3 separate regions of the Mus musculus genome follow, and regions 1 and 2 are each linked to region 3. Evidence: chromatin contacts called from public ChIA-PET and promoter capture Hi-C data. All regions are on one chromosome and are shown on one strand. Each heading gives the region's core, a stretch centred on a gene start, on an enhancer-like site or on the middle of the called end of the contact. The rest is flanking DNA. Distances are from core to core; before and after follow the strand shown.

What was found. Promoter capture Hi-C pulls out the DNA fragments that hold promoters and counts their contacts. ChIA-PET counts read pairs in DNA pulled down with a chosen protein or histone mark.
Region 1: a promoter capture Hi-C map of embryonic stem cells shows a contact between it and region 3. The contact joins the enhancer-like site here to the promoter of Skap1 in region 3. A contact is called at or near these places in 7 of 39 promoter capture datasets (the C10 cell line, the HPC-7 cell line, embryonic stem cells and 3 more) and 2 of 115 datasets of contacts at active chromatin or transcription factors (both in embryonic stem cells).
Region 2: an RNA polymerase II ChIA-PET map of memory CD8 T cells shows a contact between it and region 3, with 25 read pairs. The contact joins the enhancer-like site here to the promoter of Skap1 in region 3. A contact is called at or near these places in 2 of 39 promoter capture datasets (both in embryonic stem cells), 1 of 484 Hi-C or Micro-C datasets (nephron progenitors), 2 of 115 datasets of contacts at active chromatin or transcription factors (embryonic stem cells and memory CD8 T cells) and 1 of 9 other capture datasets (embryonic stem cells).

Annotation. Positions count from the first base shown.
Region 1 is chr11:96,710,692-96,715,537 of GRCm38.p6, forward strand. It overlaps Skap1 (src family associated phosphoprotein 1), which reads left to right. Exons shown (of 12, transcript NM_001177899.1): 8 at 169-232; 9 at 2,326-2,511. Among named protein-coding and RNA genes, the nearest start is that of Snx11, 64 kb to the right of the region's middle. Within about 2 kb of position 2,755, at least 21 of the 459 cell types and tissues checked have an H3K27ac peak or open chromatin away from gene starts, as enhancers often do. A contact at or near this core is called in embryonic stem cells and stem cell-derived epiblast-like cells, where this site is marked.
Region 2 is chr11:96,663,645-96,668,593 of GRCm38.p6, forward strand. The region is part of intron 4 of Skap1 (src family associated phosphoprotein 1); the gene reads left to right. Among named protein-coding and RNA genes, the nearest start is that of Snx11, 110 kb to the right of the region's middle. Within about 2 kb of position 3,542, at least 44 of the 459 cell types and tissues checked have an H3K27ac peak or open chromatin away from gene starts, as enhancers often do. A contact at or near this core is called in embryonic stem cells and memory CD8 T cells, where this site is marked.
Region 3 is chr11:96,461,616-96,466,230 of GRCm38.p6, forward strand. It overlaps Skap1 (src family associated phosphoprotein 1), which reads left to right and starts at 2,976. Exons shown (of 12, transcript NM_001177899.1): 1 at 2,976-3,135. The coding sequence starts at 3,090. Gm11529 (predicted gene 11529) reads right to left here and starts at 2,932. Exons shown (of 3, transcript NR_033524.1): 1 at 2,474-2,932; 2 at 1,956-2,000.

The DNA.
Region 1 (4,846 bases), core at 1,505-4,004, 250 kb after region 3:
TTGTTTTCTGAATGATAAGAAAACAGAGAACTCTGAGCACCGAGCTCAATTCTGAAACTCAGAAACTCGGAGCCTCTTATTCTGATACTCAGGTTCCTTTGAGTCTATCTAGCAGGAGTCGTGAGCACTTTTTGTGATGGATACATTGATCCTCTTGTTTTTCTCTAGTTTACAGCTTCTAGTCCAGCTGAAGCCAGAGACTGGGTGGATCAAATAAGTTTCTTGTTAAAAGGTAAGAGGCACCACTTCAAAACTACATGCTATGGGAGTGGGCTGGCAGGTGAAGTTGTATTTTGAGAGTTTAAGCTAAAAGTTTCTCTAAGTGTTTTTTTCCTGGCTCTCTTACCTACCCTACGTGGCCTTTAAATATAACAACAAATAGTATCCTGTAAGAATGGGAAGAAAAGGCGTCAGGTCACCTCTGATGTCATAGCTCACCCACTGACACCATGTAGACAAGCCACTAATCGTCATTTGGGAAAGATTCAGAAAGCTGCTTAGCTAAGTGTCCTCTCCCCACTTCACCCCTTTTATCTGCAAAGGTAATCCTGCATAGTAATCGTCATGTCATTGAGATCCAAGTCCTTCCTCTCCTGTTTTCCCTTTCTGTTAAAAAGTTGAGTTTTAAACTCATCTAGGTGGCTGTCAGGGACACTGGACATTAAAAATAAATGGTCGTTTCCCAAGCCACAATAAAATGTACCTTGCCTTGGGAATGGCAAGAGCCCTGCCTGAAGAGGTTAAAGGCTGTTCTTAGAGTACCCTCTGCTGGCCAGCCAGAAGGCCTGGTGCAGCAGCCACAATGGCCCAGGAAGCCTTCCCCTGAGAGTGACCAAACAGGTAGATTTGGCCTAAGAGGACCTTCATACACCATCATACGAGCCTCAGTAAGATGCAAGAACACCAACTCCGTACGTGGCCCATGTCTCAAGGAGAAACACAATCCACCTAAAAACACCAAGCTTTCTCATCACGGTTTATTATTCTGCCGTAAGATTTTATGGTGGATAAAAAAGAAGAAAGCGCCCCAGCCTTAATTACAAGAATTGCCTCTTTTCCTCAGTTATACCTCTGCTATCACAAAAACAAACTACTGCGTGCACCAGCAGCATCCCATATAATAGGCTGGAGCTAGGCAGACACGGGCGTTGATGGTGAGGCTACAGGGTACACTCTCATCTAGGTGCCTAGGATTTATGCGTGTAATATACCCCTAAGTGTATAAACCTCAATAAAACTCAAAGCAGCTTTATTGAGCTGTACCCTGTGGTACTTTCAGAATCTCACATTGAAGAAATTATTCATTCCATTTTATTTTAAAACAAACAAAATAATAACATATGGTTTCAGCCGCAAATGTGCCTTTGATCCTTTCCTCCTATGAAGTCGCCGGAATTCAGATGAAATTTGTTGGGAAATCTTTATTAAAAGCCTAATCAAGCCAAGCAGTTTTATTGTGCTTCGAAATGAACCGTTCCTGTCTCTCCATCCTTCCTGTCCCCAGAGTATGCTCAGTGTGCTCGCTGGGTCCTGCAGCGGCCCCTCGGTGGTGGGGTGGGGGTGGGGGTGGGGGTTCCGGGAGCACACTGAAGGCAGAGAACAAGCTTCCCATCCCCCTATCAGAATTGAAACCAATCTTTCTCCCCGCCCTGGTGCTCACCAGTGCGGTAATGGCTGAACACCCCCTCCTCAGTGACCCACTTTGAGGTCATCCAGGCCGCAAAAGGACATGGTAACTGTGCTGTTTGGCCATTCCGTCTGGTCACACCACGGTTGTGTTTTCCCGTGCCCCCATTTCTTTTCTTCTGCTGCTTTTCCTCATTTGTTTTTCTTCCCTCTCCACGAACAAATTTGTCTGAATTCCACAGTGAGACCACCGGGAAATGAACGTCTGAGAGCTCAGACTCCGCCATATTGCCTGGGCTCTGTCACCCTGGCCAACTTGGAGCCATCGCTCACCGATCCGGTTTTCTGCTTGGCGAGCAGAGCATAGGACACAGGCAATGCCTCGCCTGGCCTATTTTCTTCCTTTCACCTTGCGTTTCCGTTCCCATACCCATACTTTTCTGGGCTGCTTCATCCTGACCACGTTTTATTGCCAGGGAGGATTTATGTTGGTGGGTTAAACCTGATGCAGTGACGGGCTGGCCTTTTCTGTAGATTTCCTGCCACTGAGGCCCGCATTAGAAATAACAGCCCTTAACCTAGTGTTTCATTTTCTCCTGACATGTTTTATTCTCATCCCTCCTCCTCTCTCACCTCCTCCTTTCCTATACTTCTTTTTTTTTCTATCTTTATTCATTCTTATCTTTGCTCCCGCTGCAGATCTTAGCTCCTTAACCATTCCCTTCGAAGAGGAGGAGGAGGAAGAGGAGGAAGAAGAGAAAGAAGAGGAAGAAATGTACAATGACGTCGATGGCTTTGACTCCCCAAGGTCTGGCTCCCAGTGCAGAGCCATGGCCTTGCCTGAGCCTACTGAGAAAGAGGAGGACATTTATGAAGTCCTACCAGGTAAGATACATCACCGGCTAACTACCCACCTCCTGCTGCTCAGAAAAACAACAACAAAAACAAAAAACTCTTGACATGCGAAAGAACGAAACAGCCCCCAAAGTTATCCCTATTCAAGGTTCACTGTCTGAAGGAGATGGTGTAAAAAGCCCGGTGACTCTGCCTTGTTCTGGGAACAAGATGAAATCCTCTTTCAGCGGTACCACGTGACGTGACGTCACTTGTTCTTGAGCCATGAAGGTTAAAGGCTAGAGACCACTCCCTCTGTTTCTCATTGGCTAGCTGTGAGTTTGGGGGTGCGTTCTCATAACTCTCTAGCCCTGGCTTACTTTCTGTAGAATCTGGAGAAGGATAAAGCATTGTCTCAAAGGTACGGAGGATTTCCAAAGTCTGGATTGTGCAGATGCCAACAATGGTCTTGATACAGTAAAACTCTGATAGAACACACCTCATCATCGCCCAGAGTCAAATCTCATCTCCTCAGAGTAAGCCTACCCTGCCTCGCCTCTCCCCGTGCTGGGGCCGGTTGACTCTGGAGCCCTCCCCTTCACAAGGCAGGCTCACTAGCATCTCAGAAAACGCACAGTCATCACTGTTCCCGCAGAGCCACTTCTGGTGGGAATCCAGCAGCTGGTGAACAGTACAGAACACAGTGGGGGTCAGACTGGAAAGCCGGAGCCTGAGCCTTTTAATTGTGAGGTATTTAGACAATGGGAAAGCTGAATCTTCAAGTCCATTCAGGAAGCGCTCCTGTGGAAATTTGCCAGGAGTTTAGTACTCTGCTAAGAAATTCAAATTAAGCCAAAATTTATAGCAATTTAAGCCTGCATCCCAGATGAACCTGGAAACTAAGGTGAACCCAACACTTAGGCCCCAGAAGACAGGGCCCCTTGCTAAAAGCATTATCAGTAAATAATTGCATCTCAAGGCTTCCTAAGAGGAGGACCCAGCCTTCTTAAGTAGGTATTCCCTATTTGTCTCTTGCCTGAGAGACAAGCGACGTCATTGCTCTCTGAGTCAAGTTGCAAGTCTGTGTGTCCTCAAAGCCCCACCAAGAAGTGTTCAATCCTCCTCAGTCCTCCAGCCTCTGCCAGACTCCACTTCCCCTGGCGGCGGCGGCGGTGGTGGTGGTTGTTGTTGTTGTTGTTGTTGTTGTGTTTTATTATGCAAATGATATCTTGGTTGAGGTCGAGCCATTTCTTGTGTCTGAAGTTAAAAAAAAAATGATAATTTCCTCAGCAAGTCATCGTCGTTAATGAAGTTTTACAAAAACAGATACAACCAAAGGAAAATAAAATTTCACAGGTGATAAATTTTTCCAATTTCCCTGGCAGAATTCGATAGGATTGTTAAATTAAGAGTGAAGGTGTCTGTTAGGAAGCAACGAGCGGTGATGGGTAATTTTATAGAGTGGAAAATTGAATCAAATTGCTACATTAAAACAGAGCTCCTCCGAGAATCTTCCTCCACAGCCTGTGCCATTGCAACAGCAGGGTGCAGAAAGCGATCTAATTCACCACACTCCCTAAAAGGAGATGCTCTCCCCAGCTTGGCCAGGATCTTCCTAGAGAGCTCACGCCAGCCCAGGTTCGGGGAAAGAGCCGGATGAGGCTTCACCTGAGGTTCCAACGATCTCCAAGCCACTCTGCCTTCTGGGCTGCAGAGAAAAGCTATGTGATGCCCAAAGAAGCCAGGGAGGATGAAACTGATGCTGGGGGGGGGGGGGGGAGTGAAGGAGAGAGACCGCAGGAAACAGGATGGGATTCCTTACTCTGGGTCAGAAGGAAGGACTGTACCACCAGCTTCTGAGTGACCAAGTTCATCCTGCCTCCTAAACACTGCTGACAAACAAGCTGAGGTCCCTAAAATGCCTCCAAACCTCCCACTGCTTATATACAAGAGTGGAGCCGGGGGCTGGTGAGATGGCTCAGTGGGTAAGAGCACCCGACTGTTCTTCCGAAGGTCCGGAGTTCAAATCCCAGCAACCACATGGTGGCTCACAACCATCCGTAACGAGATCTGGTGCCCTCTTCTGGAGTGTCTGAAGACAGCTACAGTGTATTTACATATAATAAATAAATAAATCTTAAAAAAAAAAAAAGGAAAAAAAAAAAAAAAAAAAAAAAAGAGTGGAGCCAACGGCATGGAGCTTAGTCAGCCTCCTCAAGCAGCCACTAACCCTGTGCCCACAACTCCAGTCCACGGAAATTGAGGGAACCACACTATAGAAAAGGTGGGATCTCTTTCTGCAGGTTAGAAGGACAGCAGCTACCTTGCCTGTGCATCCAATGAACAGAAGCCACTATACACCACAGTTCTTACAGACAGCATGGGG
Region 2 (4,949 bases), core at 2,292-4,791, 200 kb after region 3:
CTTGGCAAAACCACTGAGCATGGTTTTATATATTTTAATTCCATATTGTAGGCAGCCCTATTTGCATAATAAGATTAGGCCCTGTTATATGTTTGCAGTATAAATTCTCACTGAGAATAAGATTACAGTATGCCAGCAACATCTCCTCCCCAAATGGTCTCTGAAGGAAGTCCTCAGAGGCTGTGACCAAAAGTCACCTCAAGCTAGATTCCAAGAGATGGACTCCAAATATTCCTGTTACGTATTTGTTTGAGGCAGGCTGGCAGCTCATGCCCGTGGGTAGCCTGTGTCACTGCTCAGGAGGCTGAAGCAGGAAGACTGTTGGAGCCCAGAAGTGGAGTCCACCTTGACCAGCACAGTAAGACCTTATCTCAAAACCTTAAATGAAGGAGCTGAAGAGATGGCTCAGTGGTTAAGAGCACTGGCTGCTGTCCCAAAGGACCTGGGTCCCAGCACTCACACGGCAGCTGACAGCAGGCTGGACCTGGTCTCCAGGCCAGTTGGGGCTACAGAGCAAGACTTTTTCTCAAGGAAAAAAAAAGTTAAATCAAAACATATGTATTTGTTGTTATTTAATATTAGTTCTTTTATGGCTACCCATAAAACAATGAGATTTCAATCCATTGCTTTAAGAAAAAATATGGGAGAAAATTTCGAAAGCATTTTTTTTACCCATTCAGTATGTATTTATACATTGCTCCAAAAATACCCAAGGCAGCCAGACATGCTGACAAAGATCTGTGGTCTTGGCACTTAAAAGGTTAAGGCAGGAGTGCTGCAAACTCAAGGCTAACCTAGATTCCAGAGTAAAATTTGTCTATTTAAAAAAATTAGTCTGGCTGGAGAAACGGCTCAGCGGTTAAGAGCACTGCTCTTCCAGAGAACCTTGCTTCGATTCCCGGCACCCACATGGTGGCTCACAACTGTCTGTAACTCCAGTTCCAGAGGACCCGATACCTTCATACAGACATATTGCAGGGAAAACACCAATATACATAAGATAAAAATAAATAAATTATAAATAAGAATTATTAGTCTCCTTAAAAGAATGGGATCAGTCACTTGATAGAAGAATCGTGAAACAAGAACACTCGAATCACACTGGTGTTCTCATGTTCTTCCTCTGATATCTGCCTAACAGACAGGAAGGTGAGACCACTGGAATTCATAACTCAGCCTTCCATGTTTCCGGGATGTTATGCCTGTGTCCTGGAACACAGCCATGACTGCACTGCCTGGGAAATCTCTAGGCTGCAGTCTGGTCCCTTGGGTCAGGGACACACATATCCAGCATAGACTTCCAAGCTGCCCGCCACCCTCCCCTTTCTCAGCCATCTCTCAGAATCTAGCTTAGGTTGGGGTTGGTTTTCTTGTTCCACACACACACACACAGCCTATGAGAACCTTCTTCTGTGAGGTATGGGTATTGACTGCTACACTCACTCATATTCCTCTCTTGTGTTTATTGACTCATCTCAGATAATCACCTAGAGGTCATCTGCTCTCTTCCCCCCACCCCCCATTCCCTAGCATGGCCCCTGTACTCACAGAGCACGCCTGCTGAGTTTTGAATGAATTAGAATGGCCCCATAGTTAACTATGTGTCACCGTGACTTCATAAAGACTAGGTTAAATTGGTTAATGTTTCAATGATTAGTTATTCCCCCCCAATCTATGGGATAGTTCTACTCTTTGACTGGTGGAAACTGGCAGTTGTTTCTGTCTTTATGCTAACATCATGACCTAGTGTGGAGCGTGATCTGCAAGGCCCTCTGCTCCAGTCTCAGCCCGGTCACAGTCACAGGACAACAGGACAGTGCCATACTTTGTGCGGCATCAAATTGGAACACTTCAGGTAGGACTTGAGGAAGAACCAGGAAGGTATCCCGTCTAAGGGCTTCGCTGTGTAATTCAGAGACCTACCTCAGAGCCAGCAACCGAATACTGGTACTCACTTATGCCAGAAAGTCGCCCCAGAGATGGAGAAACCAGGGGCAGGAAGGGCCTTAAATTTCCATGTGACTATTTTTATCTTGCATAGGTCTTTCTGAGACATAAATCTGCTTCGGCGTCTCTAGACCTTTGTTGCCATAATTCAGTCTCCACTTACCGAGCAAGAATCAGCAGTTTTCAGATGCTCAAAAGCCACATAGGAATTGAGCTAAAAAGCCAGTAGCAATTTAACACTGAAAACCTTGACTCCAAACTATCTATCTTTCAAGAGGATATTTGGAGATGTATTAAAAATATTCTTCTACTCCGTCCGGCATGGTAGCGTATGCCTGTAACCCCAGCACTTGGGAGGCTGTGGCCAGATTAAGAGTTCCAAGCAAAGCTGGGCTTCCTAGTGAAACGCTGTCTCAAAATAAAAGATTTTAGAGATGTGTCCTGGTTTAGCTAATTATATTTCTGAGCCTAAAAGCAAACTCAAATAAAACATAGCAAACCTAGGGTATTTCATTTAGATTTTTTTTGAATGTATCCTCTTAGAGGCAAGAAGAATAAAGTGTACAGGGGAAAAGAATCAGTGTGGTAGGGGAGAAACTTCTAGAGTTTGTTATCATCTAAAATTACTGTTGGCCCATGGCATGTTGGTACATTCTTGTAATCCCAGCACTTGGAAAGCAGAGGCAGGAGGATAAAAAGTTCAAAACCAATCTCAAGTTTGAGGTTAGTCTGAGCCATGCAAGACCCTATCTCCAAACAAAAATAATTTTAAAATTACAAATAAATAACTAATATTAATTTAATATAAATTATATACTATAAATTCAAATAATAAAATTAATACTAATTTACCTTTTTTTTTTTTTTTAAAGAATAACTCTTTTTGGCCAGGCATGGTTGCATATCTCTGTGAGTTCAAGGGCCAGTCCAATCTACATAGCAAGAGCTCCAGGCCCACTAGGGATACATAGAGAAACTCTGCCTAAAAACTCTCCACTTTTTTTTTTTGAGGCAGGGTCTCTCATTGAACTACACCTCACTCAACAACACAAGCAGGCTCCAGGGGTTCTTCTGTCTCTCTTCTAGCAGCATCAACTTACAGAAGTTTGTGTGGGGCTAATGGCCAACCCCAGGGCCTCAGGCTTGCTGGGTAAACACTGTCTGTACCCGCTGAACCATATCCCCAGCCCTTCTACTTCTTTTTAAGGCTTCTTTTATGTGGATGAGTGTTTTTCCTGTGTGCACCATGTGAGTGCCTGGTGTCCAACGAGGTGAATATGGAGTGTGTGCATGCTTGTGTGAGACTTCGAGTAGCCACCAGAGTGTACAAACAAGTATTTGCATGCCTGAGAAGACCAAAGGAGGGCATCAGGTGTCCTGTTCTATCCTTCCCCACCTTGTCTCCTTGATAGGGCGGCTCTCACTGAGCCCAGAACCTCCTGGTTTGGTTTGGTTTGGTCTGGTCTGGTCTGGTCTGGTCTGGTCTGGTCTGGTCTGGTTTGGTTTGGTTTGGGTTTCCCTGGGCTGCCTGGCCAGTGAGCCCTAGTGATCTCCTGTCTCCACCCCAACCCTCAGATTGAGGTGACAGCACAGGAAGCCACGCCCAGGTTTTAAACTTGGGTCTTCCTGTTCTTAGAGCAAGCACTTTCCCACTGAGCCTGCCCCCTTGCTTCTGTTTTAGAGACAGACGCTCACTATGTTTCTGATGTGGAATCTGGCCCAGGCTAGCCTAGAACTCAGGAGCCACTTGCTTCAACCTCCCCCTGAAATTATAAATATGTCATCACACCCAGCCCTCAGCTAGTTTCCTTACTAGCCATTCCGGTTCCACAGTTAAAGTTTAACATCCTACTCTAGAAACCGTTTTCTGATGTTCAATTTAAATAGTTCCTGACTTAATTGAAATCTATGTCTTCTCACTGCACACACAGAATGGCTGGCCAGTTTGCTCCCCCCTCACAAAACCTTTACTATAATGCACCGTACCATACTTGATCAGTTAAGCCAAATTGCTGCTTAGACTTACAAGCTCCAGGCCAAAAAAAAAAAAAAAAAAAAACCACAATTTCTTTTGAATTGTATTTATAATTGTTTCTCTGAAACTAATTTTTTTGTCTAATTCTGCAGGAAATTTCAATTAGGGAGAAATTGCCTTAGTCACTCTTCTTGCCTTTCCTAGTATTTCAGAAGTTGACGCACCTCGGTTACTAACAGTTTGCATGAAGAATCACTCTGTGGGTTGTAATTGTAGTAAATTGCAGACGGAACGATGTGCTATCATAAATGTGGAGCTCAGTTAATTTTGATGACGTGAACACATGTAATCCTCATGTGGGTGCGAGAAGCCACCCCTAACCCTCTTCTTCCCAATCCTTCTCTCCAAAGGTAACTGACTTCCCTTCCCAAGTTAACTCTGTGGCCCGTGACCCTCGTGTGCAGAGCCACATTATAGGTACTTCATACTCCTGGATTCCTCCAGGGGGGATTTTATGGATGTGGGTCAGACAAGGCCCTGCATGGGACATTACGTTCTCCAGCTACATAGCCCACATATCCATTGTGTTTCTCGTCTCCTACACAAACGTTTGAGTTGTTCTGGCTTTGGGGAGAAGAGGGCTTGCTGTGAATACCCCAGCCCTCTCTGCCGGTGTCCACTGTGCTGACCTTTGCGTTGGGTACTCACTCAGGGTTGGCACGGCTGGGCAGAGAGGCCACTGTATGTCTAGCTTTAACAGATTCTGCGGCTTTCCAAAGGGGTCCTTCTAACTGTGCCCCATCAAATCCATTCTCCGTCCTCACCAACACGTGGCCTTGTGGGTTTTCCTTAATTGTAGCAATTCTGTTGGGTGACAATGGTGGTTTCTTCCATTGAAATAAAGCCACGTGGAGTCAGTCTGGGGGGATCACTAGGTTTCCTACTGCCATTTTGTATCTGCCACTGGGTCACAGGAACCTCCGCCCTGGAAGGAACTCAGTGGCAACCACAGTCCTCGTTCGCATGA
Region 3 (4,615 bases), core at 1,726-4,225:
CAGACGTCAGCTCTGCCATGTGTCGTGACCCAGTGTTCGGGGATCAATAACAGGCTGAGGATAAAGCCTCAGGACCTGCCCCCTGCAGTCTCCTCCCCAGACCCACCAGGCCCAGTGTGGGGCAGTGCCAGCCAGCTCCGGCTTTGCTTGCAGTTGTTCCCGACCCCTTGATGTCTAGATGCCAGATGTTCTTGTTTCTTCCTGATTGAGCCCTTTGGACACCCTCTGGATGCATACTTAGCGCCCACCTGGCAAGAGAACATGCAGACAGCATCTCCAAGTAGCCCAGAGGCCAACATGGGTTCCATTCTCTGCATCCTATGTCTGCTGACAGTATGTGATGAGTCCCAGAGGACAGGGCATGCGTATTCTGCATGCTGTGTGGCTGGACTCCATTTCTGGCTGTCCTGCCTCTCTCTAGATACCCTTATCTTATCTAATTATACAAGGAATTTTAGATTAATTTCGTGGCCTCTGCTCCCTAGGACCCCTTATCTGTGGGGGCCTTGTATTTTCACCTTGTCATTCTTTTGTTGTTTGCCTTTAAGGGGTGATGGCCAGAAGGGGATGGCATTGGAATTGGGGTGGGGGAGGGGAGAAGGGGGAAGGCAGACAGATCTGGACCGCTGCCTGTGTGTGGAGACAGCTGGCTGCTTTCTTCCATGTCAGCCACATGGTACCTAGCCACACAGAACAGGACCTGGGCAGGGACTCGCCTGCTGCCAACCTCTCCAGATCTCTTTGATATTTCCGACAGAGCAGTAAAGGACTCTTGACTATCTCGGGTGTTTTTTTTTCTTTGCCTCTCTCCACCTCCTGCAAGACTCCTTCATGTCGTTTCCATGGCTACCCCCAATCAGATTTGGCTTCCTGCGAAATTGGATTTCAAAGGAGGACAGGGCTTCAAAGGAATTTGTCCATTTAACAGAATGTCATTAGGAGTGAGGCTGCCTGCTGAACCAGGGCCCTCAGATGATTAAGGAGGGGCAGCGCTCATGTGTGGAGGCAGGCTTCTGTCTGCAATGAGGAGCCTTGATGCAACATGACAATAGCGTATTGGAAACTGCCAGTCACCAGCACACACCACCTGACTTACACCTCCCTCTACCTCCATCGCTCCCAAACCCAGTCATCCACAGGGGAAGAGATGCAAGGAGAATATCTACCTTGTGCGGTTTTGCTTCTCCCTAGGTGGCAGGAAGCCTGGGGTTCTGTCCTTTGTCAGACAACTCCTGAGCACCTACCCTATGTGACCATGCTGACCAATGTCCTTAAATAAGGGGACGGGGCACTCTGGGTTCTCTTCAGATCCTAGAAACCTGCCTTTTACTAAAGAAAGAGGGAAGGGCTGTCCTTCTTTTCCCATTGCTGGAAGAAAAATGGAGGAAGTTTGTGCACTAGAGAGGGAAGCCTACCGCCCCCCTTTTGAAGAACAGTTTTATGTTTACAAAAAGAAGCATGTGTGTGAGCCACATAGCCTCCATGTTTAAACATGCACGCACCCCAAGTGATTTTAGAGCAACTTCAGTTTTATCTGGGAGACAGCAAGGTAGGAGGCAGCCTACACCCCCTCTGGAGCCTGGAAGAGGCAGCCCAAGCCTGTCACTATAGCTTCACCCAGTAAGAAGCAACACCATGGATTTGGGTTCTCTGGTGACCCCGACCGGGTTCTATCCCTTCAGTTCAATTTATTGCAACTTATAGGTGGGTTGTGAGGCCCTGAAACCAAGACCACTCCTTCTCAGGCGTCAGGACATGCTAAAGGCCACCAAAGTCCTTAAAAGTGAGGGTTCCTAAACTTGAGACTGCATCTTCCTGGGGTGTGTGCACACACTTATTCCAGGAGACATATACACCTGCCCTGTGCCCTTCTGAACGGTTTCTTGTCTTTGCTCTGCCTTCTACATTGAGATCAATATTATCTCCACCCCCAGGCAGATTAACAAATCGCTTACCTTCCTCCCTTCATGTGTTCCAGGACCACTCCCAATCCTTCTTACCTATTATGGGGATAGAATAGAATGAGAGAGGGAGAGAGGGAGAGAGGGAGAGAGAGAGAGAGAGAGATATGCAGGGGTCACATAATTACAGATAATTTTCTACCTGCAAAGTCTCCCCACCCTTGTAAAACCCCGGAGTCTGGTATTTAATACCAACAGGCATGCGCCAGTCCTCCTCTTGCTCTTTCGTATACCGTCCATGCTGCTCTACTTTCTTCAAGGCCTGTTGTACTATAAAATACCAATCAAATAAACAACCTTTGAGTACTTGTTCACTCACAAGCGGTCCACAAAAATAACAAAGGGTTCCACGTACCACTGCCCAAGTTCGTGCTGTAGCAACATCTTTGGTACCTACTACCACCCAAACTTGATCACTGACTGGCTGTACTTTGAGCGGGGAAGGGCACAGCCCTGTGATCTCGTTGATCACTTTCTTCCTTCCTCTGTTCCGAGAAAGAGCTGTTTCCCACCTTCTCTCAGCCTTTCACCTCCAGAGGGAAGGACATTCCCTCCGTGTCTCTCCATGGGTATTGCCTCTGATGCTGAGTCTTTCAAATGTTGGCGATCGGCATTGTCGCTGGGACTCCAGATTTTAATTTCTAACCAGCAGGGCTTTCCCCGACAGTGCGCTGGATCAGAACTGAGGCACTATATCTTTGGCAAGGACCAAGCTCTTTCTTGGATTCTGCCTCTGCACCCCAGTCCAGGAACAGCCATGGCCTTTTAAACCTACAGCCCCAAGGTCAAACTGCTCAGTGTTTAGATGTTTCCGCCAAAACCTAGCCTCCAAGGCTCTTGGGAATCTAGGCAATTTTTTGGTGAGGGGCTCAAAGGGCCACGCCATTGACTTTGCGTGCCACCTCAGTGGCACCAGTGCACCTGCGCCCGGGGTCCCGGGCTCCCGCCGCCGGCTGCGCGCGCCGCTTCCTGAGCGCGCGACCGGCGGCCCCGCCCAGCGCCTCCCCCCCCCCCCCAGGCGACAGCCGAGGTACAGGTGCCTGGGGTGCAGCTCGCTGCGCCCGCCGTCCGAGCAGGCACACGTCCCTTATCCCGCCTTCTGCTGCGGCCGCCCACTCGCTTCGCCAAATGCAGGCTGTCGCCCTCCCGGAGGAGATCTGTTGGCTCCTGGAAGGTAACTAACTCCTGGTTCAGTGCCAGACCTCTGTCCTGACCCATCCCGTCCGGGAGGGCCTCTCAGTGCTGGGCTGAAGGCAAGAAAGGAGACACTAGGGTACTAGTTCTTTAGCCTGGTCACTTACCTACTATAAGTTCCAGGCTTCCAGAGTCCTTAATCCCCCAATTGTCCCCAAAGCCCTAGCCTCTCTCTCATCCTCAAGGTCCCCACCTCTCCCTTGAGTTACATATTTTCTGTTCCTTCTAGGCATCTGTATCACTTCCAGATGCATCAACACTTCCAGGTCTCTAAGGTCTTACGGGTCAGTTCATGGCCTCCCTTGACACCTTGCTTGGTCTTGAACCTGTCACCCCGGGAAATCCCTGAGGTGTGCAGTGATTAGGTCTCATCCTTCCCAGTCCTGACTCCTCACCTTGTGGAAGACCCACACCTTTCTGGGTAGACATCTCCTAGGCACACAGTAGGGCTCTGGAGATTTATGGTCTTTGGGCCAAGCCTGGTGGTTAGGGGACGTCTTATAAGTGTGAGAGTCATTTCCTAACCTGAAGACTTCTAGGGGTGTCATAAACCTCAGAGTATGGTGTCCTTCCCTTCCCTAAGTGTCCTGTTGTGATGGTTTCACCTTTAAAACTGTCCTTTACAGTTAAGGTCACACTTTCCGACACTCAACATACACTCCGAAGAGACTTCCCTGATGGACGGTATCTTGTGCTTGGCTCCCATGGTGAAAATCAGTTTTACTCATTTTCCTATGACTGCCCTTCCCTTCCTGGGAGGACAGAAACCTGGAATCTGCAGTTGCATAAGGGTCTCAAGAGGAAACCGCTCAGAATTAAGCCTTTCGGCATCCAGGCGACACATCTGACACATCGTTAACAGATGGCCTGCTTTGGGCAGGTCATGATTTTGGCAAGCTGCATTCTTTCCAGTTTCTCTCAATTTAATTGGTTTTATATCTCCATTACCTTGTTATCTTGGGTATAAATGCCTCCTAATCAAGGATTTGGCCAGTGCTTTTGGATTCTGTCTGTAGCCCTGTTTCTATTCTGGATAGCGTCTCTGTAAGAGTTGGCGGCTATGTGTTTCTTTTGAGGCGATGTTTCAAAAATCTATTTTAGAAAAAGGTTTTTATCTATTTTTGGAGTGTATTGTGTGGGTGTGCATGTGCCACAGCCTGTTTGTGGAGTTCGGGTGGCAACTGTTGGGAGTTGGCATTCATCTTGCATCTTCTGGTGATGGGGATAGAACTCATGTCTTCAGGCTTGGTGGCAAGCACCTTTAGTCACCACCACCCTCTCTTGTACTTAGGGGATTGAATCTAGAACCTTACACAGGGTCATTAGACATTCCACTACTGAGCTATGTTCTCTAAATTATCTAAAAATCCACTTAGCTTGTAAACCAAGAAACTGTAGAAATAAAGTTATTTGGAAGATAGAAGAAATCACCAGGCATCTAACGAGATTTAGCCAGTGCT